3 separate regions of the Mus musculus genome follow, and all the other regions are linked to region 3. The links are chromatin contacts, called in public Hi-C and HiChIP or PLAC-seq maps. All regions are on one chromosome and are shown on one strand. Each heading gives the region's core, a stretch centred on a gene start, on an enhancer-like site or on the middle of the called end of the contact. The rest is flanking DNA. Distances are from core to core; before and after follow the strand shown.

Region 1 (3,083 bases), core at 279-2,778, 320 kb after region 3:
TGGTTAAGTGCTTGTTGCTCTTCCAGAGGACCCAAAGTGAGTTTCCAGTATTCATGGCAATGCCTGCAATTTCAGCTTCAACAGGAGGAATCACTTTCTCCTGGATTCTGTACACACACGCGCGCGCACACACACACACACACACACACACACACACACACACACACACACACACACACTTTAAAAGAAAGAATGAGAGGAATAAGATAGGAGACAAAGAAGCCAACCAAGAGTATATGTGCAGAATTCTCCTGGGGAACTCTGGGAACCAGTGTGGACACCTCTCCCACCCCCAACTGTCACCACTATGAGCCAGTTCTCACCTGCTTCTGCAGGAGCCATTGGTTGATGACGTCAGGTGTCATAGATGTAGGTACAGTGGACTCTGGTGGCCACAGAAGTACTTTAGGTGGAAAGATGCTGGTTATGGGGAGTGATATGCCAGGGAAGCTGTATTGAATGAGCATTCGGAAAACCTTGATAGATAGTTTTGGCATATGGTTTACAGCATGAGAACAAGAGCACACACTGACAAGCAATTCTCCTTTTCTACCATCCTTCTCTGTCTTCTACTGTTGTTGTTTCTTACATATTCTGTCAAAGATGGTATAATAGAGTGTGCAATCATGTGTGTGTGTGTTTTATAGAGATAGGTATTAAAGGTATGCTATTTGTGTGTGTGTGTGTTTGTATATATATATATATATATATATATATATATATATATGATATGGTTAGCATATAAAGTGTATATTCAGTGTATGTATATCTACATGTATATATATCCATGTCTATGCATTTGTAGACATACCCATATGTATACATAATCATTTATTTTGCTCTTCTATGAGTGTATAATCGGAAGCTTTTTGTATTGTTGTATATAACTTTGTCTCAGCCTTAACTTGTTTCACAAAGTTCAACTTTATAGACACACCACAATTTAACACATTCTTTAGTAATTTTTTTTTCCTCTGAGACAAACTGTCATGTTGCCCAGGCTGGCCTCAGAGTCTTTTTGTAGCCAAGCATGAGCTTGGTTCCCTGATCCTCCTGTCTTTATTTTCCCATTGTTGAATTATAGATAAATACCACCACATCCCAGAAACATGTTCCTTCAAATATTATTTTCTGAGGTTTTCTTTTTTTTTAAGATTTATTTTTATTTTCTATGCATAAGTGCTGGCATATGCTTGGGTACCACGTGTGTGCCAGTTACCTCAAGAGGCCGGAAGAGGGCGTTGAATCCCTTGGAACAGAAGTTATAGATAGTTGTGTGCTGCCTTGTGGGTTCTGCTCCCAGCACCTGGGTAGCTTGTCAGTGTATGCCCTTGTTCTTTTGTTATAAACCATAGCCGATAATACCTATCAACATGTTCGAAAGGATGCTCATGCAATACAGCTTCCCTGGAAGGAGGGTGGAGTAGTAAGATAGTGAGATTTTGCTGAAGAAGCTTGCTCTGGAGCTGACGTGATCCTGGGTGTGGACACGCCAGGAAGTCGTTGGCAGGGTAGAGTAGAGGTGAAGGTCAAGGAGGAAGAGGAAGTCAGCTGAGCTGTGGGGTGGAGGATCGATCACCCCCACAACACAAAGGCATCTGTCTGTTTATCTCCTCCCCGTGTTCATTTAACTCTGACCTGGGTTAAGAAGTCCACTGTCTTCCCCTGGATGTATCAGGGAGCTGGAGAGAACACTTCCATGTCTCTCCCTCCTGGGAATAACAGACTCTTCACACTTGAGCTAGCTGATGAAGCTCATCTATCAACATGGTTGCCCCAGGGGACAGGAAATGGTGTCTCCATGTTTTAGAATTGCATCTGTGGCAGAAGCGCAGGCTGGGAGGTTTACTCAGCTCTTTAGCTCCGAATAAATTTCAATTAGTCTGATGGCTAAGTCCTCTGTTTCCTGACATGTCAACCCTACTCTGGTACTGCACCCCTTCCATGACAAAACCAGTAGATACAATAAACACGGGGGCTGATGCGGTGAGCTGATAGGATCTGTGTATCCCAGTAGGCATTTGGGATAAAATCAGACAGGAGCCTTTTCTCTCAAAGACTCCAAGAAGCGTTCCACAAAAGCCACAGCAGCTCGCCGACTTCTCCAGTCCCTCAGCTTCTTCTCTTCCTACCATCTGGTTTTCTGTACACCAGATAAATGTGTCTCTCATCCTCAATTTTCAAGGAACTCTTCCAGAATCTCTTCTCCTCTCCTGGAAACCAGGGGAGCTTATATCACTTTAGACAACTTAAAGTCATGTAGCTACCGCTGCCTTCAGGGGCTATGGGAGAAAACATTTTCCTCCTGGACACAATGTTACTCCAATAAATCAAGGCTATGTTGGTAAAGAAAAAGAAGAAAATGGATATATCTTAGGTAACTGAAAATCTTTAAAGAAAAAGTCCTAGATACTTTGGGTTTTTTTAAAACTATTTTTTTATTGTGGTACAATATGACATAAATGTTATTCTTTTAGCCATTTTATGTGCAGCGTTCATTGACATTAAATACGTTAACAGTGTGAGTAACGGTCACCACTACTGCTTGAAGAACCTCTGTTGCAAATGGTACCTCTGTGCCTATTATACAACAGTGTCCAGTTTCCTTTCTCTCAGATACTCTTCACTTCTATTCCTGCCTCTATGAATTTATCACCTTCTACCAGGACCAGGACACCCGCTACATTTCCCATGTCTACTTTATTTTACCACATCTAGAGTTTGCTAATTCTACTCTTGTTGAAGTACACATCAAAACTTCATTCCTTTTATCGCAGGAATTTGCATTCTGATACACGGACCAAAAAAAAAAAAAAAAAGCATCAAAAAAATGTCCTCGGTTGCTAGACACTTTGATTGTTTCCTGTTTGGGACTATTGTGCATAGGATGCTAGAAATATTAACATATAAGTAAACTTTCTGTTTTAATCTACTTGAGGAATGAGTGCATACTATGGACTGGAGTTACTGGGCCGGGTGGTAATTTTATTTTTAACTCCTGAGTAGCTGCCAAGTGCACTCTACATTTTATGTTTTATCTAGTGTTTACAGGCATGCTTTGATATAACACTGAGGCTCTGGAG
Region 2 (3,128 bases), core at 513-3,012, 400 kb after region 3:
GCATTTCTTGCCTCTGTGGTCTTTGAAATAAAACCAGGATGAGAAATTTACTTTGCTTTCTTCTCCCATGTTTCAAGAATTTCCCACAGAGGCATTCCATTTAGAATTTCAACTTGGTGAACTTTAGAGGAGCCAGTGATCTCATCTTATTGCACTGTGAACTCAAAACATGGAGAAGTTTTGGAGTCTGTTAAAGTGGTGTGGCACAGTACTGTCACAGCTCGTTGAACTTTATAGACAGGATGTAGTTGAAGAGGGATGTGGGGATCCATGTTGTAAACACTGGGATAGAAGGAAACTTTAGAAAACCCTACAGATACTGAAGGCTGGGATTCAGGAAATCCTGGGAACTTGAAGATCCTGCAGGAACAACCTGAATGGGCAGGTGCATTCTTTGGAGTCAAGTAACCCTAAAGTTCTGCATCATCAAGGACATGGATGGACCATAGGCATGATCAGGGCACCCAACTTAGCTGAGGATACAACTGTCTTCTGTTATAGCATTCTTGAGTCATGTGGTCAAAGGTCTCTATCTTTGGAGAGGAAGTGAGTTCCTTAAGATGAGAATGGTCTGGTAAGAAGGGGCACCAGAGTATAACTTATATGGGTGACATGTTATCTAAAACACTCTGGGATAAGGGAATGCCTTAGTGGTCGAGAGCATGTACTGTTCTTGTAGAAGACCCATGTTCAGAAACCTAGATCTGATGACTCACAACCACCCACAACTCCAGCTACAAGGGGTCTAACACCCTCTTCTGACCTCTAGTGGCATCCACACTTACACATGCACATAATTTTAAAACAAAAATAGCAAATCTAAAATACTGGATACCATGATGCATGAGATCTGGAGTCACGAACTGTGTGGTGGGCCATCTCTGTCTCACTTACCCCGGGTCTCAGCTTATTCCTTTTCTTTTTGCTCATCTTGACTTAACCCTTTAAATGCCTGGGTGACCTTATCTTTGTCGCCTAGAGCGGCTCATCCTGTTGGCAGAGGTCCCCATCCCTTCTCATCTCTTAGCTTTGCTTGACAAACACCAGTTACTCCATCTTGTCCTTTTCAGAACTGGCATTGGCTTAAGACACAGAGTGTATTGTATGCCACCTGTCCAGAGAGATGTGACCTGTGCTCTCCTGCTCAGGAGTTATTAACTAGGGCTCTCCAGTGTCTCTTTTCTAATGGGAATCCCTCCAACCTGTTAAGACAAACCAACAGGGTTTGGAAAACTTCCTTCAGTGGGAGGGGTAACAAACATACTTATTGGAAAAGTGAAAAGAAAGCTTGTGTTTGAGCTCCTCTGCAGATTGTGTTTGGAAAGGGGAAATGAGAGAGAAGCAAGCATGGGGTTTTTCCCCTTTGGTATTGCTCCCTTGCTTTATCTCCCTGTTCCAACTCCTTTGCTTCCAATTTCTCTACCTCTTGCTACAGTTCTAAGAGTGGTCAGGAAACAAGGTACCATTTCTACACACCCGGACATGGGTGATTCTCTCTCTCTGCTGTGGCACAAGGCAAAGAGCTGCTTTCTTGGGTAGGAGGGGCTGGGTGAGGGCACACATCCCCTTTGGAAGATTTCCAGGATCTTAATTAGAAAAAGAAGATTTTCAGCCTAGAAGGTAGTAACCAGATTTGATCTTCAAATGATGGCAATTAACTGACTTTTCTTTAGTTTTTTCAAAACAGGATATTGCTGGTCAGGTGTGCAGCTCTTGTGGTATCGCTAGGTGTTCTCCCTAATGCACTGAGGGCATGAGCTATAGGCTCACACTCAAGCAATAGCTGAGTCTTCTTGCCTCTGATTGGGTTTCCTATGCTATGTGGTCCATATGATGGCCTGAAAACTAATGTAGCCTCAGCAATGGACTGCAGATAGAGAATTTGCTACCACTAAACAAATCCCAGAGAAAATTGTACTCAGATCCACAAATGGTACCTTCTGACTTATGGAGCTTCTCTTGAGTTTTGAAATTCAGTTCCTCTTCTCTCTTTCACTTCCCACTACAAAGTGCTGACTTAGCTTCAAAATTTCTTTTTGGTGATCTTTTTACCCTACTTGGAACTTCTATAGAGATTTTTCTTTTTTTTCCCCCTTCCTGTTATTTTCATTTTTGAGCATTTATGGGGTATTTGATGTGAATGCCAATGGGCCCAGACCATAGGTTTAATCTTCATTGTGGGGCTCTTTAAGATTGCCAGCAGAGAATTCTGTGGTTTGTAAAATTCCAGTTGGTAAGAAAGTTTCTTCCCCTACTTTGTTTCTATTGTGGCCTTTTCCTCTCCTCAATCTTCTGTGTTTGTGAATATTAAGGGTATGGAAGTAGCTTATTACTGCCAAACCCTGTGGCCCCTGCTTTCTAGAAAAACCACAGAACTGTAGTGCCATTCTCAATAGCCTCTCTCCCTTTGCAGAATCTCCCCCCCCCCCCTTGACATGAAAGTCTCTGAGCCTGTATGTTACCTTTTAACTTTTCTCTATTTCACTTGTAAATGTCAAGATCTACGGTTTGAGTTTCACGGTAAAGGAGGCGACCATCGCTGGCTCTCATGTATCTGCCTTCTTCTTCAGCTTAAAGAACAGGTTCAGCAAGGAGGCCTGTCCCTTCTCCTGCTCTACCCTCATCTCCACCAGCACCTTGGCCATTAGCATTTGTCAAGGATAGATTCATTGGTGTTTGTGTGGGTCACGTGAATCTGTCTTTTGTTGGCTTAGATCCAGAAGTCTATTGATGAAAGACCTTGGTAGCTAATTTTATCTGTTCACTGGTCCACACGATGCCCAGATACTTGATAATGCCACCAATTATTTCCTCATCCTCAGGCTAATCTCAATCTAAACTAGAAGCATATAGCGACTCCCCTGGGGCTCTGTTGGCTATCAGCAGACCTTTAGACTTTGCCAGCCTCTATAGTTGCACGAGCCAATTTTTCTTTCTTTAGATGCCCCAACTCTTTTTCTCTGCTCCTTTTTTGGAGACCTCTAACATGTTAGGCTCTTTTAGGTTGGAGAAATGGCTCTGTTAGTTAAGTGTTTTTCATGCAAGACTGAGAACCATCAGAGTTAAGAGCTCCAGAACCCTTGCAAAGGCCAAGTGGGTGTGGCAGCTTGCCTTTAATTTCAGCATAA
Region 3 (2,775 bases), core at 83-2,582:
GCAACCCAGACGGTGGTTAAGAACCATTGAGTTAGACATTTATCCTGTAAGACAATGTTCTAGCTGTGATATATATCAAAAGTACCTGGGGGTATATGTTGTTTATTTGTTTCAAGATTTGTTTTATTTTCATTTACATGTATATCTGTGTCTGCACAAGTTTATTCATATGTGAGGACTACTTGGAGGCTAAAAGAGGTAGTCAAATTTCCCTGGAGCTGAAGTTATGGATGGCTGTGAGCTGCTTGATGCGGATGCTAGGAACTGAACTCAGTTCCTCTGGAAGAGGATTAAGTGTTCATAACTATGAAACTGTTTCTCTAGCCACCTAAAAGTCAGTATATGTAAGCTCCTCAAAGCTTGAACCCCCTGCCAACCCCCACAACTACCACAGAAAACAAAACAAAGCAACGCCCCCTAAGATCAGGCCACAGTATCTCTCCAATCGGAGATCCCCTGGTAAGCTCTACCCTCAAGAAGCCCTATATAAAGCCTGCCTCCTGTTCAGTTCTCTGCTGCTTTTCACCTGGGCAGAGGCATCCATCTTCTTGTGTCTTTCCCAATAAATCTCTTGTGTGAGGTTTGTTGTGCAGTGTGACTTTGTGGTATTCCTTAGCTCCTGACTGCTAAGATAACTTTTCCCACAACACACTTACAGTATATAAATGACTTGTCTATGACCTACTAAAAACTAATGTCAAGGAGGTAAGAAATTTTAAAGTCCCTCCGGGTATTATATCCTCTAAAGTTTGACAATTAAAATATAAATGACTGTTGGCTTCAGATACTTTTAAGAAATCAAGTGATGCATTTTTATGTAGCTGTGATTAGGTTAAAGGCAGCACAAACTAGAATAATATTGTAGTATACTATAAAGAAATTAGGTATCATTGGGTTAAAAAAATAACATACCTAAGTATTTTCTTCTATTACAACGTAAATGTTTACTCCTTCAGACAATTTTTGTTCATTTTCAGTTATTTTCTATTAGCTTTCTTATTAAAAAGTGACTTGTTGAAATGAAACACCTCCTATACTGCTGTAATATAAGTAATTCTAAAGTAATTCTAAATAGAATGTGAAGACTTCCACATTCAAGGAGTGCCTCCAACTAAGCAAGATACAACTGTTACAAAGTAAAAAACGCATGCACATACACACCCATGCACAACCATGCCAGAGAGAGAGAGAGAGAGAGAGAGAGAGAGAGAGAGAGAGAGAGAGAGAGAGAATATTACATTTAGCAAAGCACAAAAAGATGAAAGGCCCCAAAATGAAGGAAATAGGAAACCACACAGTATAAAGTGGATGGAGAATGAGATGACAAGAGGCTGTTGACTCATAGAACAGGCTAGAGTCTGCTATGTTTATGTGGTTCCTCTCCTAAGCTACATTGTATTCTTTTAATACGGGACATTTAGTTTCGCTGTGATCTAAATCCTGAAACTTGTAAACTGCTTAAATGAAAAATGGGAATTTAATAGCCTTAGAAATATAAAGATTGTTTTAATTTTTTTCTTTCCTTAGATGTTTTCTTTTAAATGTTCTGGGCTAGAGATATATCTCAACGGTTAAAAGCACTTGTTGCTCTTGCAGAGTACCCAAGTTTAATTCTTAGCACCCATTTTGGAGACTGCAACTATCAATAATGCTCCAGTTCCAGGGGCTCCAACACCCTCTTGTGACCTCCAACAGACACCAAGTACAATCACAGTGCACAAACATATATAGAGGCAAAACACTAATACACATATTTAAAAGTAAATAATAAAAAATTTTGAAATTTATGTTCCACACATTCACTAAGTTTTGTGAGAGCAATTCTATGCATCTGTTCTTAGTTCTTATTACATTCTTACTTTACTATTTATTGTATGTAAGTGAATGTGCAATGGTGCATATGTGGAGGATAAGAGGACCATACTGATATAAACACTCTTTCTTATCACAGAATGCCAAGTAGTTAATATAGATGAAATGACAGGAAAAGAAATCATGATTTTCTAGTTATCATAAGCAAACACTGAGGGTTTTTTGTTTTGTTTTGTTTTTGTTGTTTATTTGAGACAGGGTTTCTCTGAGTAGGCGTGGCTGTCCTGGAATTTGCTCTGACCAGGCTATCCTCCAACTTGAGATTGGCCTGCCTCTGCCTCTCAAGCACTGCCATTAAAGGTGTGTGCCACCACCGCCCAGCAGCACTGAATTTTTAAAGAAATGAAAGTAACTTATTGTTTTAATCAAGGAAGGGAATCATCAACACACTAGAGCTAGAGAACGGAAATTTAATAAGACTACGTATTCTCAGAGTACTTCTCCACATGGGAAGACACTGCCTTAACCAAGTGATCACTGTATCACAATGTTGAGGCAAGCCAACATTACATGAGTCAGAAGTCACTATTCTATAGTATTCCTGTCAAAAAGTAGTCAAACCACTGAAACTTTTAAAAAACTAACTGGCGTATAACTTTCAAAATCATAAAGGCTGAGGAATTGTAAGAGGAACGAACACACAGCTAAATGTGATGTTGGATTTTAGGTAGGAACCTAGATCTACATAAAATAGACAAAGGTTAAATATAAAGGACAACATTAGGATGAGAGATAAAATTTACTATCTATTGTGAACAAAATCACAGTAATGAATCCATGTCATATTTTCTGATCTTGATTATAGGAGTGCTTAAACAAAGAACTAAAGAATCCTATCCTAAAGCGAATGGGAACTCATGAGGTCAGCAAGTCTCGGCACAGTAAAGAAAGAGACTGCCTACA

Evidence for each region. HiChIP or PLAC-seq counts read pairs in DNA pulled down with a chosen protein or histone mark. A called contact is a pair of places that touch in the nucleus more often than the background predicts.
Region 1: a Hi-C map of regulatory T cells shows a contact between it and region 3, with 8 times the contacts expected there. The contact joins two enhancer-like sites. A contact is called at or near these places in 1 of 39 promoter capture datasets (the C10 cell line), 7 of 15 datasets of contacts at CTCF or cohesin (the NIH/3T3 cell line, embryonic stem cells, large pre-B cells and 2 more), 157 of 484 Hi-C or Micro-C datasets (the 3T3-L1 cell line, the 63-12 cell line, the AML12 cell line and 71 more), 34 of 115 datasets of contacts at active chromatin or transcription factors (Th2 cells, a beta-TC-6 cell line, bone marrow-derived dendritic cells and 19 more) and 5 of 9 other capture datasets (adipose tissue, bone marrow-derived macrophages, embryonic stem cells and 2 more).
Region 2: a CTCF HiChIP or PLAC-seq map of CD8 T cells shows a contact between it and region 3, with 8 read pairs. The contact joins two enhancer-like sites. A contact is called at or near these places in 1 of 39 promoter capture datasets (the C10 cell line), 3 of 15 datasets of contacts at CTCF or cohesin (CD8 T cells, large pre-B cells and pro-B cells), 39 of 484 Hi-C or Micro-C datasets (B cells, the C10 cell line, CD4 T cells and 23 more), 4 of 115 datasets of contacts at active chromatin or transcription factors (bone marrow-derived dendritic cells, effector CD8 T cells, large pre-B cells and 1 more) and 1 of 9 other capture datasets (adipose tissue).

What each region holds. Positions count from the first base shown.
Region 1 is chr1:60,856,278-60,859,360 of GRCm38.p6, forward strand. No RefSeq gene overlaps it. Among named protein-coding and RNA genes, the nearest start is that of Gm38137, 6.0 kb to the right of the region's middle. Within about 2 kb of position 1,529, at least 18 of the 459 cell types and tissues checked have an H3K27ac peak or open chromatin away from gene starts, as enhancers often do. A contact at or near this core is called in memory CD8 T cells and regulatory T cells, where this site is marked.
Region 2 is chr1:60,939,464-60,942,591 of GRCm38.p6, forward strand. All of the region lies in intron 9 of Gm34649 (a long non-coding RNA gene), which reads left to right. Among named protein-coding and RNA genes, the nearest start is that of Gm34649, 20 kb to the left of the region's middle. Within about 2 kb of position 1,763, at least 58 of the 459 cell types and tissues checked have an H3K27ac peak or open chromatin away from gene starts, as enhancers often do. A contact at or near this core is called in CD8 T cells, Th1 cells, Th17 cells and 4 more, where this site is marked.
Region 3 is chr1:60,538,174-60,540,948 of GRCm38.p6, forward strand. All of the region lies in intron 1 of Raph1 (Ras association (RalGDS/AF-6) and pleckstrin homology domains 1), which reads right to left. Among named protein-coding and RNA genes, the nearest start is that of Raph1, 27 kb to the right of the region's middle. Within about 2 kb of position 1,333, at least 24 of the 459 cell types and tissues checked have an H3K27ac peak or open chromatin away from gene starts, as enhancers often do. A contact at or near this core is called in CD8 T cells, Th1 cells, Th17 cells and 5 more, where this site is marked.